Linked DNA regions of Mus musculus: region 2 is linked to region 1. Evidence: chromatin contacts called from public Hi-C data. All regions are on one chromosome and are shown on one strand. Each heading gives the region's core, a stretch centred on a gene start, on an enhancer-like site or on the middle of the called end of the contact. The rest is flanking DNA. Distances are from core to core; before and after follow the strand shown. Region 1 has its middle 67 kb from the start of Gm39767. Region 2 overlaps Gad2 (glutamic acid decarboxylase 2).

The links. Hi-C and Micro-C count contacts between places; a contact is called where the count stands out from the background.
Region 2: a contact with region 1 is called in a Hi-C map of the N1E-115 cell line, with 2.1 times the contacts expected there. The contact joins two enhancer-like sites. A contact is called at or near these places in 1 of 39 promoter capture datasets (cranial neural crest), 2 of 484 Hi-C or Micro-C datasets (the N1E-115 cell line and embryonic stem cells) and 1 of 115 datasets of contacts at active chromatin or transcription factors (embryonic basal ganglia).

The regions. Positions count from the first base shown.
Region 1 is chr2:22,028,883-22,033,911 of GRCm38.p6, reverse strand. No RefSeq gene overlaps it. Among named protein-coding and RNA genes, the nearest start is that of Gm39767, 67 kb to the right of the region's middle. Within about 2 kb of position 1,786, at least 1 of the 459 cell types and tissues checked has an H3K27ac peak or open chromatin away from gene starts, as enhancers often do. A contact at or near this core is called in the N1E-115 cell line, where this site is marked.
Region 2 is chr2:22,668,947-22,674,156 of GRCm38.p6, reverse strand. Gad2 (glutamic acid decarboxylase 2) reads right to left here. Exons shown (of 16, transcript NM_008078.2): 11 at 4,392-4,456; 12 at 135-213. Among named protein-coding and RNA genes, the nearest start is that of Mir3967, 17 kb to the right of the region's middle. Within about 2 kb of position 3,011, at least 34 of the 459 cell types and tissues checked have an H3K27ac peak or open chromatin away from gene starts, as enhancers often do. A contact at or near this core is called in the N1E-115 cell line, where this site is marked.

The sequences.
Region 1 (5,029 bases), core at 537-3,036:
CACATTCAAGCTATTAACCCTTTACCCTGATCTCTATGTTCTTGGGGCCTTATCATAATGCAAATTGCATTCAGTTCCTCTGTATTTCTTCTGAGCCTTAATAGGCCTAACTCTGTTTAAATTCTGAGTCTTTTTTAAGTGTCAACATAGTCTCAAAACTGTGAGTTTTTCTAAACTAAATAAACAAAAACTCAAGTCAGGTATTTCCAATGTACGGAGCCTCTGGGTAAGTATCCACATTTCAAAATGGAGAGAAGAAAGGAAGACATCAAGAAAAGATGTAACCAAAACAAGATTAAAACCCAGCAAAGCAAACATTACATCCTGAAGCTCCCTGTTACAGCTGGGATTCATGAAGGCACCTGGGCTCCAGGAGGCTTGGGCAGTTCTACTCCTTCCGTTCTGTTACAGGCAACAATGGTGAGCTTTCTCTTGGGCCATCTCTAGTTATTACCCAGTGCTCACCTCAGTGAAAACCCTGCATTTACCACATCTCTAATAGCCTTAGTCTCCACTGTGACTTAGGTTTTGCCTTCATGGCCACACAAAGTGTCCTCTAAGAATCTCAGTACAGGGAATACAGTGCCTGATACATGTTACCAGGTCTTAGCGGGGCATTCTGGAACCTTGATGTAAACCTCAGTGACTCTCTAATTTTTGTGTCCTGCCTGCCTTCAGAATAACCTCCATGTGTATGATGGCCCCATGTTTTGCTGACAGCATGAAATACTGGTTGAACCTGGTCCTCTTGAGGCACAGCTACAGTGGCCTCTGGGCATTTGCCTAGCTGAATCATCGAAAACATCACCCTAGACAGCTCTGCAAAACTACAATATTCTAGAGGTTCTCTTTGATCAGATTTTCAACTAGAAGTTTATCAAATGGCTGTGTGTTGTTACTCCTCTTATTCCTCTTCCCATGGTATACTCTTAATCTACAGGTACTGTTTGTATTGTCCTAGGGCAAAGCTCTCTTTTTCTCGATATCTCTGTTTCACAGTTGATGACCCCTAAACCTACATTGTCTGCAACTTTACTATGCCCACACTCTTTCTTTCCTAATTTGCACAACGTTCACATAGTTATGATCTCACTTCTCCCTCTTTCTTTTCTGCTTCTCTTTCCTTCCATTTCCCTCTATTGTTGTAAATTCCATCTTTTAAAAGTGAGTACTAACCTATCGCAGCCTGGATATTTTGCTGCCCTGAAAAAATATTCTCTATTAATTAACTAAGTCTGTCCCTTTGACCTTCGACTTTTGACTTTAGGTGCACTCAAGTTCTCAGGGCACAGTTCAATAGCAAATGAAGCCTTATTCTTTGCCAGAAATGATCTCTAGCCCAATTCCTGAAACTATGGTCCTCTCTAAAACTGCATTAACACAGCCCCTTTCTCTACTCTTACTGGCATTCTGGTCTTCCAAACTTCCATCAAAATAGACTGGTCTCCTCTGGCCCACAGTCCCAAACTCTTCCACATTCCCTCCATAAACTCACTCGAAAAGCCCAAGAATCACACAGTCTGGTTACTCACAGCAACAGCAATGGTCCTACTTCCCAGGACCAGTTTTCTATATTACTGGATATAGAAATCCAGTAATTTCTCTGAACTTGGATCAAGCACTTTCAAGAAGCAACTAAAAAGAGTGGTGGTTTATTTCAGCTTAGGTTTTACTGAGATACAGACCACCATGTAGAGAATACATAGTTATCCCTGGCTCCACAACAGCAAAAACACAATGCTATGGCTCCTTGCCTCCCTTACATCTTGGTAGGAAAGGAATCAGAGAGTTTGATGCCAGCAGTAGCACTAAGCCATGACCCTTAAGCAAAACCACCCCCTCCACACAGCCCACTTTCTGCAGTTGGGTTTCACTCCCTGACAATTGCCCGACTTCCCCAAGCAGTTCAAGTGTTCCAACATATGAGGCTGTAAGGGACAGTACACTCAACCTAAGTGTACTGCACTACAGATTATTAGAAATCTTTCTCCCAACCAGCAGCATCCCATACCAGGTAACCATCTGTTCCCCTTTTCCTGTTCCCCTACCTTTGATAAATACTATTCTACTCTCTGCTTCAGTGAAAGCAACCCTTTTGACTTCCACATGCGAGTGTTGTAATCATGCACTATGTTTCTGTGCCTGTAGAATAACACCTCACACAATGATCTCCTGGTCCATCTGTTGGCATTATTTTGTGCCTGAATAACATTCTATTTTGTATATGTACCATATTTCCTGTATCCATTTGGCCACCCAGGTATTAAATGTGGGATGTAAATTATTATAGCAGAGCCATTATAGAAAGCCATCTGGAGTTAAAGAACTAGAACTAGAAATATCTCTAGATCTATCAATACTACTACTGAGTGTAGATCCAAAGAGAAGAAAATCACTATGTAGAACAGCTATCCGAACCCTATGTTTATTATAGCACTGTTCATGATGGCTAGGATATGGTATCAACCTAAGTATAGTCAATATTAAGTTCACTGAACTAAAACCATACCACATACTTATTTATAATTAAAAAGCACAAAAATAAACTCATAAACCTCATAAAATCCTCAAAAGATGTCATCATATTTTCTGTGGAAATGAGATCTCTTCTTTAAATGTGACTTATTATAGAAATTCCTTGTATTTTATTTAACTTAGAGTTTTTTCCTTTTCTTTTATGCAGAGGTTGACTTGTCACCAAGATGTGATTTCTTTGCTATGGTTATAGAGCTTACACTTGCAATAGGATGACCATACCAAATGCTACTCTTTTCCAAGTCCACCAGTGAGAGGCTGGGAAGTCACCAATTAATTAGTCACATTAAAATAAAAGCAAATTAAAAAAAAAAACCAAATTGTGCAAAATAATAGTTGACAATTAGGCTCTTTCATTAATTGATACTTAATACATACTCATGATATGCACAGTGGCTTTTCTACACATGGAAATGATGCAGAGCCATCAAGTCAGGATAATTAGCATATTCATTACCTGAAACCCCAATCTTTTCTTTACACTGAGAACATTAAAAATCTTTTCTTTTAGCTACTTTAAAATACACAATGTTTTGTTTATTTCCAGTCACCACCGAATTTTGCTGAAGAACATTTGAACTTAATCCTCTCCACTGTCTGACTGTCAGGTCTAAGTACCTCTTTACTTTCCTGCCCATTGAGATGAGGAGCTAAAGAGAGCCTGCCTGTTTTCCCTCAAACAAATATAATATGTTTGGTTATTTTCACAATGAGGTCCGTAATCCTTAAAATTGTTGTTAGTAATCATAATTATCCTACTTGAATTTCATGTTCATTATCCATGACATTGTCATAGTAGTCTTAAAATTTGATACCCTGTTCCCTATGATGGAACTCAGTTCTATGCCCATTTGCCTAATTAGAGCACTGCAATTGTCTAGCTTTGAGTCTCCTATTTGGCTTGAAGGAATAGGCCCTTCTTTTTCTTCCCTAGCCTTACTCCATGTGACTACTACACCTGAGTCATTTCTTGGGACTGCTTAAAAATGTACATAGATCAGAATCATCTTTGACCTATGTTTCTTCAAGATAAAATATTCTCAGAACTTATGCATCCATTATCCATGCTCTAAATGAGCACTTTTCTCTTGAAATTAAATGGCATAGATGATGCCAGAGAGCACTCCATGACTTCCAAGGTAAAATAGGAACTAGGTTTGAAGTCAATGGTAGAGTACTTTCTAGTGTGTAGGAAACCCTGGATTTGATTCCCAGTACCACAAACATAAAAGAGAGAGAAAAAATGTCAACACCTCAAGGAACTTTTGTCTTCTTTGTTGGAACACTTTTCACCTAGCATACTCATTCTCATGTGACAGTTGTCCTTATCATATGGTCGCCAAAGTCCTACCGATGTTAGGCTGGAGACAAGTCTGCTCTGGGAAAGCTGAGTTGACCAGATGGAACAGAGAGTCTGTTACCGGCCTCCAAATTTCCACAGCGTATAATTAGCAAGCTGCTAAAATAATAGAAGTCAATTGGACAAAAATATGGTATGTGTGGCAGTCATTTATTAACTACCTTATGTTTCCAAACACTGCTTTCACAGTAGATGCAAAGCCTTCATAGGCCGTTGCATCATGTGTCCTTGGGAGCAAGGATTGACAGTCTTCTTGAACAACATGGGTGGAAAAGTTCATGGATGCTGTTACTACGTCCAACAAGCAGGCATGGGCATGTCTGTTTCACATCTGCATGATAAAGTGATGCATTTGTCAGAAGAAGCTTTTAAGTAGGTTGCCATTATCAAAGACATCAGCAGCCTGTCTCCCTGGGAGACTGCGAAACCCCACATTTATCTAAATTATCTCTGTAATATGACAGGGTGATTGCTCAGTAATGGTCAGTAACAGTTTTCTTTGTCATTTTCCTCGTCATTACCTCCTCAGAATGAACTTCAGAATAAACTGCTTGCCGTCCGTGTGCAGAATATTAATTTCCTCTTAGCATTCATGAACGGACGGTTCTCTCCAGCCTCTGAATGTGGCTGAAACATTTCTGTTATTTTTATTTTGTGAAAACAAAAAGCAAGATACACCCTCTCTCAGGAAGCCTCCTGGACACAGCCCCTCTGCATTCAAACAGAATCCAAGCTTAGTGTGTCTCTGGCTGTGAATCTAACAAAGCATACCCGACATCCTCAGAAATGGCTGGTGGAGGCCCTGATGAGTGGGCCAGTGTTTTCTGCTTTATTAGGCTATAGCTGGTTGTTTTCATTGTTCACAGCACTCTCCACTGAAGATTCCTATTGCACAGCAAAGCCAAACAACCCCTTACTAAGCTTGTGAAAAATACTTCTGCAGCAGCATCAGAATTCAAAATCTGTTCTTTACCCAAAGAGGGATAATATGTGTTTTTCTTCTCAAGAAAGATACACAAGGCTTCAAAAAATTAAAATATCAAGCCAAAGGGAAAAGATAAGAAAGGAGAGATTTTTTTGTCGCCCAGAACAAAGCTGAGGAACCCCCAAAATGAAGATTTTAAAATGTAAAAG
Region 2 (5,210 bases), core at 1,762-4,261, 640 kb before region 1:
GTCTTCTTCTCCCCTCTAGGCATCCAACTAAAGAGAGTTCAGCAGGGCTCTCCGTGGGAATCATAAGTACCTGAACCTCTATATGAGAAGTTAGATCTGCCCCTAGATTGGCCCCAGAGTCAGGGAAAGCTTACCTCCTCTCTAACCAGGAGAGCTGAACACTGCAAGGGGACACCCATCATCTTGTGAGGATTCCATGTCACAGAGTTGGCCCTAAAAGACAATCACATGAGAGGATGGCGTCCGACATCAGGCTCAGACTACTGAGGTTCTGTCCCTCAGAGCTTCCAGTTTGCTGTCCTTTTCCCTTGCTCCAGGATGACACCCCATCTTCCATTGTTCACAGGGAGGGATGGTGAATAACCTTCATCCTTTTCCTTCTCAGCACCTCCAATGTAGCATACATCTGCCTGTATGACAGTTTCAGGGCCCTTAGGGTGATTGGGTCATAACTCAGAGTCCTGTCTTTAGCCACTATTGACCAGATCACTGAAAGAGTCACCCTTGAGTGTCTATCATCCCTGCTTCTTACTTTGTCACAGTAGCCTGTGTGAGGGATCATTACTGCATTGATTGTCTGTCCTTTCTTTGATGACATTTGTCCTCCTCATATGTCCCTCCAGAAGCTTCTGCTATTCCTCTGAGACCATCTCTCCTCTAACATGATGTGTGTGCAATGTGGCCCATATAGGAGAGGTTCTGCTATCTTCTCCCTGTTCTTTCCCTTTTTCCTCTCTTACTTTTTTTTTTCTCCTTGAAATAGCATCTCACTACAAAGCGTATGATGATTCAAAGTTGTTACCCTCTGCCTCTTGAGTACTGGAGTTATGGATATGGTTGCTCATACCCACCTTACATTCAAGTTTCCAATACAACTTGTCCCCATTCCTATGCATTGCTTTGCTCCTTCAGTAACTGTGGCTCTAAGAGGTACAACTCAGAGACATTATGATCACATATTTCTTTAATAATCATTGCAATTAGCTTAATCTGGATAGTTTTAACTGACCCCCACCCCCATCCTTGTCATTGGAATTATTTCACAGTTTTGTTTATATACAGTCTCCATCTTTCTTGTTCCTAAATTGTCAGCACCCTCTTTCCTTAAAGCTGAAATTCCCAAACCACAGCACATGACTAGCAATGCCTCAGGGTGGCTTGTGTTCAGCCTGTGTCCCTTCCCTTCCTTTACTGTCTCCATTATACAGATTGCCTCTTGGTCTCTGAATGATCTACTCTGCTCTTGGGCCTGTCCTGGAACTTCCTCTTCTTGGCTTCACTTGGTTTAATTTAATTTGTCCCTAGATCCTGATTCTTTTTTTTTTTTCTATTTATTTATTTATTTATTTATTTATTTATTTATTTATTTATTTATAATTTTTTTCCTTTCCATTTTTTATTAGGTATTTAGCTCATTTACATTTCCAATGCTATACCAAAAGTCCCCCATACCCACCCACCCCCACTCCCCTACCCGCCCACTCCCCCTTTTTGGCCCTGGCGTTCCCCTGTTCTGGGGCATATAAAGTTTGCATGTCCAATGGGCCTCTCTTTCCAGTGATGGCCGACTAGGCCATCTTTTGATACATATGCAGCTAGAGTCAAGAGCTCCGGGGTACTATTCATGTTCTTTAGCATCTCTCCCTCACTCCCACTGCTCTACTCCAACCTCTCCCTTCAGTGCCCAGAGAAAGCAACTGCAAAAATTCCATATTTGTTAAGCAAGCTCAATGCTTAACATGATGTTTTGTATAAAGAACCCACAGGAGGAAGGAAGGCAGTGGAACAGCTCATAGCAGCTGTGTCCACAGTGCCCTAGCTTGCTGCTCCTGTAACTCTCCAATCAGGGTCTGAGATCCTTGGGAAGAAATGATGAATGATGGTACTTATTGTACCCCGGATCTTATTTAAGCCAGTGAACAATCCAGCTCAGGGGTCCATGGCATCCGGACAGCACTCCTGGTGACTTACATTTGTGGAAGATATTCTGCTAACTCCATGGACAGGATTTCTGTATTTCTACAACTTTTCTGCCCTACCTATACATACATGGAAGGCCACAAATATACCCTACCCTCCAATCAGACTGAACTTAACTTTTTTCCAAGGACATTTACCAAACATCTCTGCTCTTCAGAGGGAATACCCTCCCTAGATGATGCTAAGCTCCAGAGCTGATGGCTGGCACATGTTGCCTGAAATGATGAGATCTAGGAAGGACCATTTCTTCCTCCAACTTCCTTATCAGAATGCTTACCTTGGCCCTCAAATAGGATCAAAGGCAAGTGATGCTGCCACTTCTGTTTTACTACAACTCTCAGAGAGCCATTAAATCCCCTGGCCTGGAGAAGGGACTAAAGAGTTGGTTTATAATGTCAGTCATGCTCTGGAGTATTTAGGCTCCTAGCACATCTTCTTGGCTCTGCTGGCTCTAGGAAAGGTAGTGATAGCAAGAAAGAGAGTCATCTGAAGGATTTGGTTTGTTCCCAAACAGGATGTTGGACAATGCTTTGCTATTAGGCTGTGAATGTCACTCAGGAATGCCCTGAAACCACAGAGAAGCAATGGATCATGGATTTCCTTTTCCTCTAGAGTGAGTCATAAGCTTTAACTTTTAATACTTACAGAAAATTTATTTCTCCAACTTAGGCACGCTTCTTTCCTAAACTTAAGCCCACATACAATTGTGCTCCAGCAATTTCCAACAGTTCTGTGATCTTATTCCCCAAAGAGAGTGCACATCACACTAAGAAACTCCAAGATAGTTACCATCAGCTTCACACTCAAAGCATGACATGGCAGTGGCCTTATTTATGAGTATTTCATCCTTGGCTATTATGTTTGGTAAATTTAGTTGTAATCTGATTTTGAGAATTGTGGCAGCAAAACCACAAAGGACTCCATGTTCCAAGATGAATAATCTGAGCTTTCCTCTCAAATAATAGTCTTCAGTACAAAAGCATGTGGGTGTTTGCTTTTCTGAGGCTCCAGGTAGGTAATTTAGTGAGCTTTCAAGTGATGGTGGTGGTGGGGTGTGCCATGATTCTCTGCACTTGCAGCGTGAGGAGGCATTAAAGGCAGTATAAAAGATGCTTATACTTTCTGTCAGTCAGAAACAATCAGAGAATAGAAGGTATTGTGCACTGGCCACTTCTGAAAGCACAAGTTCAATTCTGGGTAGGTGTGTATGGTTCTAGCAAAACTTAGGTGGAAGCTCACCTGCTCTCATCTCCCCTCACCCCTGAGCCTTGGAATCAGAACAAAGATAGTGCTAGTGACTTAACCCTGCTATGTTTCAGCCAGGGCTCCTGGCAGCAGACTCAGGAACAGTCATTCCATGGCACAGGGCTTGGCTGCTCTGTCCTGACTTTTCTCCATGCTTATTTCTGCTAATTGAACAGGACATGCTTAGCTCTATCTGCAGCCTTCTTCTCTCCCATATCAACAGTCATGGGTTCTGTGCCTGTGATCAGGCCGGGTATCACACAGATCCTCTCTGGTCAGGCCTCTCTGTGTGCTGACAGATGCTCCCAAGCTCCCGAAGCCTCTTCTCCAGTCCTGAAATGGAACTTGTGCCAAGATATACTAGGGGCAAAGCCAGGGTGAAGGTTTTCCTGGGCAGTATCTGGCTGCTTGGCAGGGTGCAGTAGGCAGTTGGCAGCCTCTAATGTTTTAAGGCTTTCTCTGTTGTCCAGAGTGTCAGAACTCACAACTGTAGCTGTTCTGGTTGACTTTCTGTAATGGGAAAACTGGTGCGTTGCAAAGGCACAGCCTGAGGACATATTTTGCAGTCTGCATCCCCCCCCCTTGGTCCTCCATATGTTTTATGCTAATCAAATATTACTTTCTTTGTGTTCTTCAGCCTTTCTCAATGGTCTGCTGCACTAGCCCCAAATAAAAGCTACTTATTGTATCAATCCAAGCTATGTTAGAAAAGGGTCATGGTGGAATGAAGCCAGGAAAATGAAGTTACTGGCATGTCTTACTTCAACTCAACTGGCTATATCTAATCCCAAAGGTAACTTCCAGCAGTACAAATGACAAGGTGCTTGCCTACTTTGATAAAACTATGTATTACTTTCTTTAAAGCTGTGAATACTACTCTTATGGTAACATGAAAGCAATAGATCTCTCTAGAAAAATGTGGACAGCTTGCAGGTTTTAAAATCATGGTGTTTGATTCAAAGATGGAAGGAATGAACTCTAGAGACACACCCCAATTTTGAAAGACATTCTCCATGGTTTTTTTTTTTTTTTTTTCACTTAGGCTTAGGCAAGGCTCATAAATACAGGCATTGTTGGCATTGCAAGCCTTCTTTAGAAGTTGAGTGCTGTTCTCTTTTATGTAGCTTTTTAACACTCTACATTACAGACTAGGAAATTACACATACCTCTCTACTCCACTCAGCTTCCACTTGTGTTTCCGGGACATCAGTAACCCTCCACCCCAAGCAGCCTGAAAAAGCAAAACAGATGAGGAAGACTCTAGCAACTCTCTATGGCCTAGATTTCTAGTTTGGTGTCTTCCATATTAATGGGAATGCCATCCTATGAAGATGACCTGCATAGTTCCATGCTGAGTAAGGGAGTGGATCATCTTCTAATGTGAGGGCTTTACATTTCAAGGTTGAAGTCTCTGGTTCTGTCTTACAATTATACATTATATATTTATAATTATGGAGCCAAATTGGTGTCACATTTCCCTAGTCTACATGAGCTGGAGAAAGACAGCTTCCCCATCCCTTGCTGTGGTTTTAAAGTTGTCCCTTTGGAAGTCCCATACTTTAGAATGAGAAAGCCTATGGTTGCTACAGTTGGAGTGGATAAGATGGGCTGGGAAACCATTAAACAGGTTCTATGTTGAAGGCCTGAATGACCCATGTTAATGCTATCTGCAGTATAAGCTTACAATAGCATAAGGAGTTTGCACCTGGATGTGTGACAACTTACAGGAAGAAGATATTGCAACAACAACAAAAAAAAAAAAAAAAAAAGAAAAGAAAAGAAAAGGAAAGTAAAAATGATCAGCTGAATTAAACATTGTGCTTAGTCGGTGATGATTTATGATCAGTTGTTTATCACAAATATTTTACCACATTGCGGATCATTAGCAAGAACTGTGCAGAGGGCAACTGACCTTCAAGCTACACCAAATAACATGCTCAGTTTAAATTCCTCCAGTCTTGTAAAAATGATGGTGTACATTCTTC